Regions from separate parts of the Pan troglodytes genome. Here region 2 is linked to region 1. A link is a contact called in public Hi-C data. All regions are on one chromosome and are shown on one strand. Each heading gives the region's core, a stretch centred on a gene start, on an enhancer-like site or on the middle of the called end of the contact. The rest is flanking DNA. Distances are from core to core; before and after follow the strand shown.

Region 1 (4,489 bases), core at 711-3,210:
TCCCTTAAGAAGGCAGATGGGGACGCAGGTGGCACGGAGAGGCCATAGACTGCAGCAGTCTCTGGAGTTAGGCTGACCTGGGCTTGTATCTTAGCCACTTCCTCACTGTGGGCCTGGGTAGGTGACACCCTTTCTAAGATTGCTTCTCTATAGACGTAGGGTGATGACAGGCCCCATCCTCACAAAGCTGTGAGGATCAAATGGGAGGATGCCTGTAAAGGCTGACCCAGGAGCAGCATGTCAGATTCTGGCTGTCACTCTTATTAGCTGTTCTCTATGGGAAGCACCTGGCTAGTAGCCTGGCACATCACAGGCACTCCGTAAATGGCGGCTTTTATTATCGGTGTAGTCACTGGCCATGATGCTGCACACAATGCTGCTTTTCTTAGCATCTGCCAACTAAGGTGGGAGAGATGGTCAAGGTCTCTGATTCTGACAGCAATGTGGGCACTTCCCACGTACCTTCATGGCGGGATTCATGGACTTGATTCGTTGTGTCCTTTCCTGGCCTAGTCTATGAAAGCTAGAGAGATGGCTGAAAACATCTGACCCCTTTCTGCACATAAGGAAAAGCCCAGGTATGTTCCTGAGCTGTATTTCCATCTAGAACCTCAGATGGAGGAAGGAATGGCTTCCAACCTCCACTCCCCTACCCCTTCCCTCTTTATCTCCCCACAGTCAATTAATGAGCTGCTCATTTTGTCCATATTCCTGGGCTGACATTGAAGGAGTGGCAAAGAGGGATGTGATGCCCGCCTTGGGTTAGATCAAGACTTGTAGGCATGAAGAGAGGAGACTGGACCAGACCAGGACTAAGAAGCCTGGCTGAGAACGAGCTGTGTCACATAAGGGGCTCTGGTACCTCAGGCCAGCCACTTTCCTTGGAGCCCCAGTCCTCCCAGTTCTGAAATGGGGGTGGTGAGAATGCCTGCTGCAGTCATGAGGCTTAACTGAGATGTTGTAAAGGGGAATTTAAATCAGGGATGGTTGTGCAGATGCTAGCCATTACTAAACAAGGGAAGTGATCGTTGTGTAACAATGATCTAGATTATATTTTTAGATGTCCTCAGTGTAGGAAAGTGGAGATGGAGGAGGCTGTAAGAATTCAGAGGAGGGGCCAGGTGCGGTGGCTCACGCCTGTAATCCTAGCACTTTGGGAGGCCGAGGTGTGCAGATCACAAGGTCAGGAGATCGAGACCATCCTGGCTAACACAGTGAAACCCCGTCTCTACTAAAAATACAAAAAATTAGCCGGGCATGGTGGCAGGCGCCTGTAGTCCCAGCTACTCCGGAGGCTGAGGCAGGAGAATGGCGTGAACCTGGGAGGCGGAGCGTGCAGTGAGCCGAGATGGTGCCACTGCACTCCAGCCTGGGCCATAGAGCAAGACTCTGACTTAAAAAAAAAAAAAAAAAAGAATTCAGAGGAGGGAGGAGGCATCTCTATGGAGGGAGCTTCCCTCTCCTGCCCCACCCAGAAATGCCAGCAGGGAGGAAGACGACAAATCCCTAGAATAGAAAGGATTGTAAAAAGCCACAAGGTTTAATATGAGTGTTTACTGATATTTTTATAAATATATATATTTTTATATATTTGTTTAAATATTGAGACAGGGACTCACTGTGTTGCCCAGGCGGGTCTTGAACTCCTGGGCTCAAGCAGTCTTCTTGCCTCAGCCTCCCAAAGTGCTGGGATTACAGGTATAAGCCACCACACCCAGCCAGATTTACTATAGTTGAAAAGTAAGTGTATGTGGTATATATCTATTGTGTACAACATGCTGTTTTGAAAAAGCCACATGATATTGAAGATAGGTTGGATGTTACTATTTCATCTAAATCCCGAGTACCCCACCTCTTTACTCTGTGCCAGGCACTCAGGCTCACCAGCTTGGATATAGTGGTTCCTAGAGATGGACAGCCATCCCCACTAGATGGCAGAGAAGAGCTGCTGAGCTCCCGCCAGACCCTGAGCAGAGCTGCAGGTTCCTCCCTATTCCCAGGCTTCCCTCTGCTGAGCTCATTCAGGGGCCTTGTGACTCTGACCAGGCACCCTGACGCTGCAAAATGTGTCAGGTTGAAGGAACTCGGAAACAGATTTATTAATGGGCAAATCCTAGACACTAGCACAGCTGAGCTACAGCTAGAAAGACCCTTGAGAGGGTGTCAGTAGCAGGCCCCTTTCCACGAAGAAGATGGTTGGAGCCCAGAAGCAGAGAAGTAGGCTCAGAGCGAGGACTTAGACCTCGAATGCTCCTTTCCCTCTTGGCCACTGTGCTGGGCTTTGCAGGGTTGCCCTCTCAAGGCGCTTTAAGGAAACCGAGATCTAGAGGGTGATGTGTAAGACCTACAGCTTGGGACACAGGTAGTCTTAGCCCTGTGTTCCTTGGCCCATGTGATGCCCGCATTGCCCTTTTCTACGAATTCCTCTTCACAAACACTTGTTTGCCAGGTTCTGACTCTGATGCCTCACTTAACGCTGCCTCCCACCCCTGCTCATGCTCAGACCATTCATCCGTGTTCTCCAGGCATCTAGTTCGTAGTTGGAGAGCTCTTAGCTCTGGGAGGTGTCATGATCTGTTTAATTGACCAGCTTTCCCTGTTAGAATGTGGACCTCTGAATTGTGGAGGGGGACAGGGGCCAAGACATGTTTCTCCCTGGGTCCTCAGTCTCTTGACAGGAAGCCTGGTCCTGTGGGATGAAAAGATAAAGTTGCATTGTGGTCACCTGCAAGGCAGCCAGAGGCCGGGGACTCGCTCATCTCCCGAGGTCTTTTCAGGAAGGAGGATGCCATGCTGCTGAGCAGAGGCTGCAAGTGGTCAGGATTGCTCTGCGTGTTCAGTTCAAAGGGCTCTGGAGCTGCTGCCTCCTCTAGGCACAGGTCAGCCCATTTTGAATGGGGCAATAAATGGTGACAGCAAAGCCACCTGAAAGCAGCCTGACCTGGTGGCTTGTGCTCCTCCAAACCCTGGGCAGAATCTGAAAGCAGCAAAACTAGCTTAGCTAACACCAGTCTGCTTGTTCCTCAGAAACTTCTAGAGGTCCATGAGTTAAAGTCTCTGGCTTTACTGTGAGTTCAAGGCAAGGGCTGCAATTTTAGGGTTTACATAAAGAGTTTGCCTTCCACAGACTTGGCGGGATTCATTCCCTACCCCTCCACCTTCTTCCAGAATCTGTCTTTATACCCTCTCAGCTTTCCCCTCCTCTGCTCCCTCTGTGGTACCAGGGGCTCTGGGTCCCCTGTGTCTGTGGCACCACTGGGTAGGCATAGCTGTCCCCTGCATTCTACCCATGTTGCCAAGATGTATAGGCAGTCTGTCATCAGTCCATGCATCTCATCCTCTCCTGCTGTGATGCTGCCTGACCCCCCAGAGGGTCAGACCGGCTTGTTCTTCTTTGGGTCTAGAGTCTCCCAAGGAGGCACCGCCACAGACTGTGGCATCACGGTTTTGTTTTACCTGATCTCAAAATGACTGATGCAACTGGGATGTCTTTGCTGTTCTTTACATGGTCCAATCCCATGGATAAAGCCATGCCTCACTGGGTGGTATAACCTCCTGCACGCACGATGATTAATCTGTGCTTGCTCCCTTCCTCTCCTCTGTGGCTCACTGTCTAGATAGAGCTTGACTTCCCACCCCTAGCCAATCACCCACTTTTGAAGCCAAGAAGACAGCTTATTTTATTCTTTATTTCTTCCCCACAGGCCTTCATCAGAGTACAAGACCTCCGATATTTAGAGCTCATCAGCAGCATTGAGGTAAAAGATGAAGCATTTTTCCTTCTCAAGAAGGCATACTTGGGGTTCCTGTTTTAGGGGCAGCCCTTCTAACAGGCAAGAGCCTTGAGGACATGGGAACAGAGCTCACTGGCGTCTGGGCATCTGGGCCACAGCCTTGCTCCGGGGGCAGAGTGGCCACACTGGGGGAGACAACAGCAGGTAGTGTGAGCTGTTGTGTGATAGCTGGGTGAGGCACATGGGTTCCGGATCTCTCCAGGGTTGGGTTTCTAGTCTGTGAAAAGGGATTGGACCTACCTCACAGGCTGCTGTGAGGATTCAGTAGGTTCTCAGGAACTGGTTTGCATCCTCCTGGTGGCGGATAGCTGGTCACCATCCTCTCAGACTCCAGTAATCTGATAGTGTTGGAGGAGTTTCCCAAATGCACATGAGCTGAGCTCCATTCCCCAGAAATGGACCTGGGGAGCAAGGCCCACGGTCTGAACTGAGCGCCCCAGAGTTCTGGAGCAACCCCTAGCCCTACTGTTTCTGGCTGAGAGTATTGACCTTGTCATCCAAACCCAATAGGCCTGCAGTGTGCTAAGGAAGCTGGTTGTAGGTATGCCATTTGCTGGGTGGTGGTCAACACTATGCTTTTTTTTTCTTTTTTTTTCTTTTTTTTTTCTGAAACAAGGTCTCACTCTGTTCCCCAGGCTCGAGCGTAGTGGCACGATCACAGCTTACTGCAGCATAGACCTCCCAGGCTCAAATGA
Region 2 (5,100 bases), core at 944-3,443, 140 kb after region 1:
CCCCCCCCCCCCGCCCATCTCTACAAAAAGTTAGCTGGGCACGGAGGCTGCTGCCCGTAGTCTCAGCTACTTAGAGGACCGAGGTGGGAAGATGGCTTGAGCCCAGGAGGTCAAGGCTGCAGTGAGCTGTGGCTGTACCACTTGCACCCTCCAGAACTGAGAGGAAATAGGTTTCTGTTGTTGAGCGATCCAGTCTGTGGTCTCTTGTTACGGCAGCCTAGCAAGCAAACCTCCCCCCCGCCCCGTGACCTCTCCCGCTATTCTGGAGGCTGCAAGGCCAAGTCCAAGACCAAGGAGTCTGCAGGGTTGGTGTCTGCTGCAGCCTCTCTCCTTGGCTTGCAGATGGTGCCTTCTGGCTGTGTCCTCACATGATCTTTCCTCACTTCCTGCATATCTGAATCCTCAGCTCCACTTCTTTTTTTTTTTTGAGACAGGGTCTGACTCTGTCACCCAGGCTGGAGTGCAGTGTTGCGATCTCAGCTCACTGCAGCCTCGACTTCCTAGGCTCAAGCCATCCTCCAACCTCAGCCCCCTGAGTAGCTGGGACCCCTGGCAGAGGCACCATCGAGGCTTCCCTTTGGCTCTCCGCTCCAGCAGCACTGGCCTCCTCACTGAGCTTGGTCCAGGACGGTGCTTTTGCTGTGCCCTCTGCCTGTCGTGCCCTTTCCAGATCTCCCCAGGGCTGCCGCCTTCTTATCCCTCAGGTTTCTGCTCAAATATCCCCCTCCAAAGAGGCCCTCCCTGACCAAAGTGCCAATCAGGGCTAGTATCCATCTCTCTCACTGGATGGACCTTCACCAGGGCAGGGGATATGTCTCCAGGGCCACAGCAGGGCCCGGCACACAGTAGGTGCACAGTAAAGGTTTGCTGAAGGCAGTCAGGCTCACCTTGGTACTGCCACCCCATCTCCCAAAACACAGGGTCACAGGGTCTCAGAGGCAGAGCAGGGCCTCCAGGGGGGCCCGTGGATGTGGGTGGTCCAACCATGAGGCCTGCCTACCTGCTGGGGGCACAGGCTGCAGCCACCCAACCCCTCGGCTTCCCACGCAGCACCTGTGTTCACCGCCCCCTTCCCCATCTGTCTTCCAGTGATTCCTCCAGAGGCTGCTTGTTTGGGAAGAAGGCTAGATGGCTAAGCAGGTAGGACCAGGTGGAAACCCAGCCCATCACTTTGGACTTGGGGACTCTGCCAGTGCCTCCCTGCTCCAGTGTCTGAGGAGGACTTGAGCATAGGAAGGTGCGTGCCTGCTCAGTCCTGGGACTCGTGGGGTGGAGCATTCACCTGGGGACTCGTGGGGTGGAGCTGGGGCTGGGACCACTGCCTGCACCTCCATCTGGGAGCAGGATGAGGGAAGGGCAGGAAACCACTGGGAGGCGCTGGGTGGGAGTTCGCTCTTTGCTCAGTCAACCCTGTCTTGAGACAGCCCTACTCCCACTTGAAAGGCTGAGACAGAAAAGACTGACACCACCAAGTGTGGGTGAGGATGTGGAGCGACAGGGGCAGGGGTGAAATGTGAAATGGTGCAGCCACTCTGTAAAACCTTTTGCTAGTTTCTTCAAAAAAAAGTCAAATGTGGCTGGACGCGGTGGCTCACGCCTGTAATCCCAGCACTTTGGGAGGCCGAGGCGGGCGGATCACGAGGTCAGGAGATAGAGACCAGCCTGGCTAACACGGTGAAAACCTGTCTCTACTAAAAATACAAAAAAAATTAGCCGGGCGCGGTGGCAGGCGCCTGTAATCCCAGCTACTCAGGAGGCTGAGGCAGGAGAATGGCATGAACCCGGGAGGCGGAGCTTGCAGTGAGCCGAGATTGCGCCACTGCACTCCTGGGACAGACAGAGTGAGACTGTCTCAAAAAAAAAAAAAAAAAAAAAAAAAAAAAAGTCAAATGTAGACACGTGCATCCTGGCAATCCCACGTCTAGATATTGGAATAAAATTAAAACACAGGTCCATAAAAACCTGTACAGATGCTTGTCACAGCTCCATTGATAATTGCTGCAATCTGGAAACAAGCCAAGTGTCCCTGGGCTGGTGAAGAGGTAAACACATGGAGGCCTCCATACAATGGAACGAAAAGGAACAGCCTCTTGATACTCCGACACAAGGATGCATCTCCAAGCCAGGCTGGAAAGGCTCCACGCTGCAGGATCCCATGTACATGCTGTTTGGAAAAGGCCAGGCCACAGGACGGTACACAGATGGGTAGTTGCCAGGGCTAGGGCTGGGGCTGGGGGGAGGGACTGACTGGGAAGGGCCACCAGGGAATTTTCTGGTTGCTGGGAATGTTCCATGTCTTGTTCAGAGCATTTACAGGGTATAAACGTGCAAAGTTTACCAGACTTCACATTTGAGATCTGGCCACTTCTCCTGATGTAAATTATAACTCAATGAATAAAAGTTTTTAAAAACAACCCAGTTCCATACTCGCCAGCCTGTGCCAGGCTCTTAGCTTGGGGACAGAGCTGGGGCGGGGCGGGTCCCTGGCTTTCAGACCGGCAGGGGTGGGAGGGGCCCAGGCTGGGGTGCTGCGAAGGCGACCCAGGGAGGGCGCCCGAGCCCCGCCCAGGCCAGGCCCCAGGCTCTCCCGTGCTCCCGCCCCGCAGAGAGAGGCCGGAAGCGGCCCCGGAGGGCCCATTGTCCGCGCTTCCGTTCCGGCTCCGCCTCGTCCTCCCGCGGCCAGAGGTGCGACCTCTGAGCCCCTGGCCAGCTCCCAGCCGGCCTAGGGGGGCGGGGGCACGGGGCGGAGGTCCCGCAGCCCGTGCTCGTCCCGCCTCGCTTGGAGGGAGCAAGGGCTCCGAGCCCTGGGCCCAGGTCCTGTGCCTCCGCTTCCCCGGCTGCGGGTACACCCCCAGCTCCCCGAGCCCCCCGGGCCCTCGCTGCTCCACCCAGAAGTTGCGGTGACTGCGGCCCCAGCACCCCGTTCCCTGGCCGGGCATCACTTGCGCAGCACGCTGCCCCCAGAGGACAGGGCTACAGTTAGTCGCCCACACCTCATTCACCCCCTTGGGCCCTTGAGCGTCTCAGAAGCCGCAGATGCCAAGGAGGGGACGCTGCCTCGCGGATGGTCACTTGGGAGCAAAGCTGGGGACTAAAGGAACCAGGGACAGAGATTCCCGCTCTCGCCAAATTGGCCGCTCTGGGCCAGGCACTGGGGACACACCGGGAAGCCGGATAGCCAGGTCCTGTCCTCAGGGCCCCGTCCGGAAGAGGACTGGGCAGCCTCGAGTCCGCGGCAATGAATGAATGTTCAATTGCACAGATGGGGAGGCGAAGGAGGGAGGGAGGGCAGTCGCTTGGGCGGTCATTGGAGGCTCTGGGAGGCTATGCGCCGGCAAGAAGCCGCGGGGTGGAGGCAGCCCTGCGGGAGTCGGCGAGGGCCGCGTGGATGTGCTCGGTGGTTTTGAGGCCAGTGGCTGGAGGGGCGTGAGAGTGGGAGACCAGACTTGAGGGGAGTGGCTGGAGTTGAGACTCAAATCCAAGAAGGAAATGGTGGGGCTTGGACCACTTGCCTACTGAGAAAAATGGAAGTCGGGAAGGCTTTAGATCTAGTCGCGCTTGGTCACTTCCGTCTCCGGGCCTCAGCTTCCCAGGTTGTAGAAAGCATCAGGGTTGGAGGCTCTGAAATTCTGGCTCCTCTCAAGCCAAGATTAGTATGACTTCATTTTGGTTGTGCAAGAAATGGGCCTGCAGCGGTTCGCAGAGGCAGAGGGACCTAAGCTTGAAGGGCAATCAAACCGGCGTAGGCAGGAACGTCGGGAGCCCAGACCCCAGGCAGGGAGTTTAAGGTCTTGGACACAGAGGGTGCGCTCCTCGAAGCAGCCACAAAGCGGTGACAGAGACCAGGCTTACGTTTTGTTTTGAAATAATTTCAAAGTAACAGAAAAGCCGTGAGAATAGTTCCGAGAACTGCACCCCTTATTAATGCAGATTCACCAAGCTTTAACATTCTGCTCCCCAGCCCTTGCATATTCAAGCCCCCATTGCAAGGGGCAGGCGCGATGGCCCTTGAACCCTAAGCCCTCCAATGTGTATTGCCCAAGAACAAGGACATTCTATTGCACAACCCCAGTGGTTTTCAAGATCGAGTGATTTAACCATAATACAATAATTTAATCTGCACAACCTTACTCAAATATCACCAAATGTCGCAACGAGGTCTTTTATAGCACATCCCCTTCCCATCCCCATCCAGGAGCCACGCCAGGATCACATTTTTAAATTTAATTATTATTATTATTTAAGAAGAGTCTCGCTCTGTCGCCCAGGCTGGAGTGCAGTGGCGCGATCTCGGCTCACTGCAAGCTCCGCCTCCCGGGTTCACGCCATTCTCCTGCCTCAGCCTCTCGAGTAGCTGGGACTACAGGCGCCTGCTACCGCGCCCGGCTAATTTTTTGTATTTTTAGTAGAGACAGGGTTTCACCGTGTTAGCCAGTCTGGTCTCGATCTCCTGACCTCGTGATCCGCCCGCCTCGGCCTCCCAAAGTGCTGGGATTACAGGCGTGAGCCACTGCGACCGGCCAGGATCACATTTAGTTGTTCACCTTTTTCATTTTATTATTTTATTTCGTTTGTTTGTTTTGAGACAGGGGCTTGCTGTGTCATCCAGGCTGGAGTGCAGTGGCACCAGCATGGCTCACTGCAGCCTCGAATTTTTGGGCTCAAGGGATCCTCTCCCCTCAGTCTGCAGAGTAGCTGGGACTATGCATGCCATCACACCAGGCTTGTTCACCTTTATTTTAATTGCAACTTATTCACTAAGCTTACTTTGGCTGAAGTAATTTGAAAAAGATGGGTGCAAAGGGTTCTAGCCTCATCCTTCATAACTGCATAACCCCGGGCAGGGCCCGAGTCCTCTCCAGTGAGAAGTGCCAGGATCTGGGCAGGGCACATGGAGGAGCTGGAGCGGGCAGAGGATGCACTTGCATTCTGAGATGGAGCCATTCTTCCGTCCTCCCTGGCCTGGCCCATTTCCCCAGGCTCTTGGCGAAGGGGTACCTCCTGATTCACCCACCACAGTCTTCGAATGGGGCATCCAAGACTCCCCAAAAGGCACCAACTCCTTGAGAAGGCAGCTTTGGGGAACATACTCCCCATCCT

Evidence for each region. Hi-C and Micro-C count contacts between places; a contact is called where the count stands out from the background.
Region 2: a contact with region 1 is called in a Hi-C map of stem cell-derived neural progenitor cells, with 4 times the contacts expected there. The contact joins two enhancer-like sites. A contact is called at or near these places in 2 of 7 Hi-C or Micro-C datasets (induced pluripotent stem cells and stem cell-derived neural progenitor cells).

Annotation. Positions count from the first base shown.
Region 1 is chr2:132,731,886-132,736,374 of NHGRI_mPanTro3-v2.0_pri, forward strand. It overlaps IFT122 (intraflagellar transport 122), which reads left to right. Exons shown (of 29, transcript XM_024355640.3): 16 at 3,705-3,758. Among named protein-coding and RNA genes, the nearest start is that of RHO, 38 kb to the right of the region's middle. Within about 2 kb of position 1,961, at least 9 of the 24 cell types and tissues checked have an H3K27ac peak or open chromatin away from gene starts, as enhancers often do. A contact at or near this core is called in stem cell-derived neural progenitor cells, where this site is marked.
Region 2 is chr2:132,868,083-132,873,182 of NHGRI_mPanTro3-v2.0_pri, forward strand. No RefSeq gene overlaps it. Among named protein-coding and RNA genes, the nearest start is that of PLXND1, 20 kb to the left of the region's middle. Within about 2 kb of position 2,194, at least 17 of the 24 cell types and tissues checked have an H3K27ac peak or open chromatin away from gene starts, as enhancers often do. A contact at or near this core is called in stem cell-derived neural progenitor cells, where this site is marked.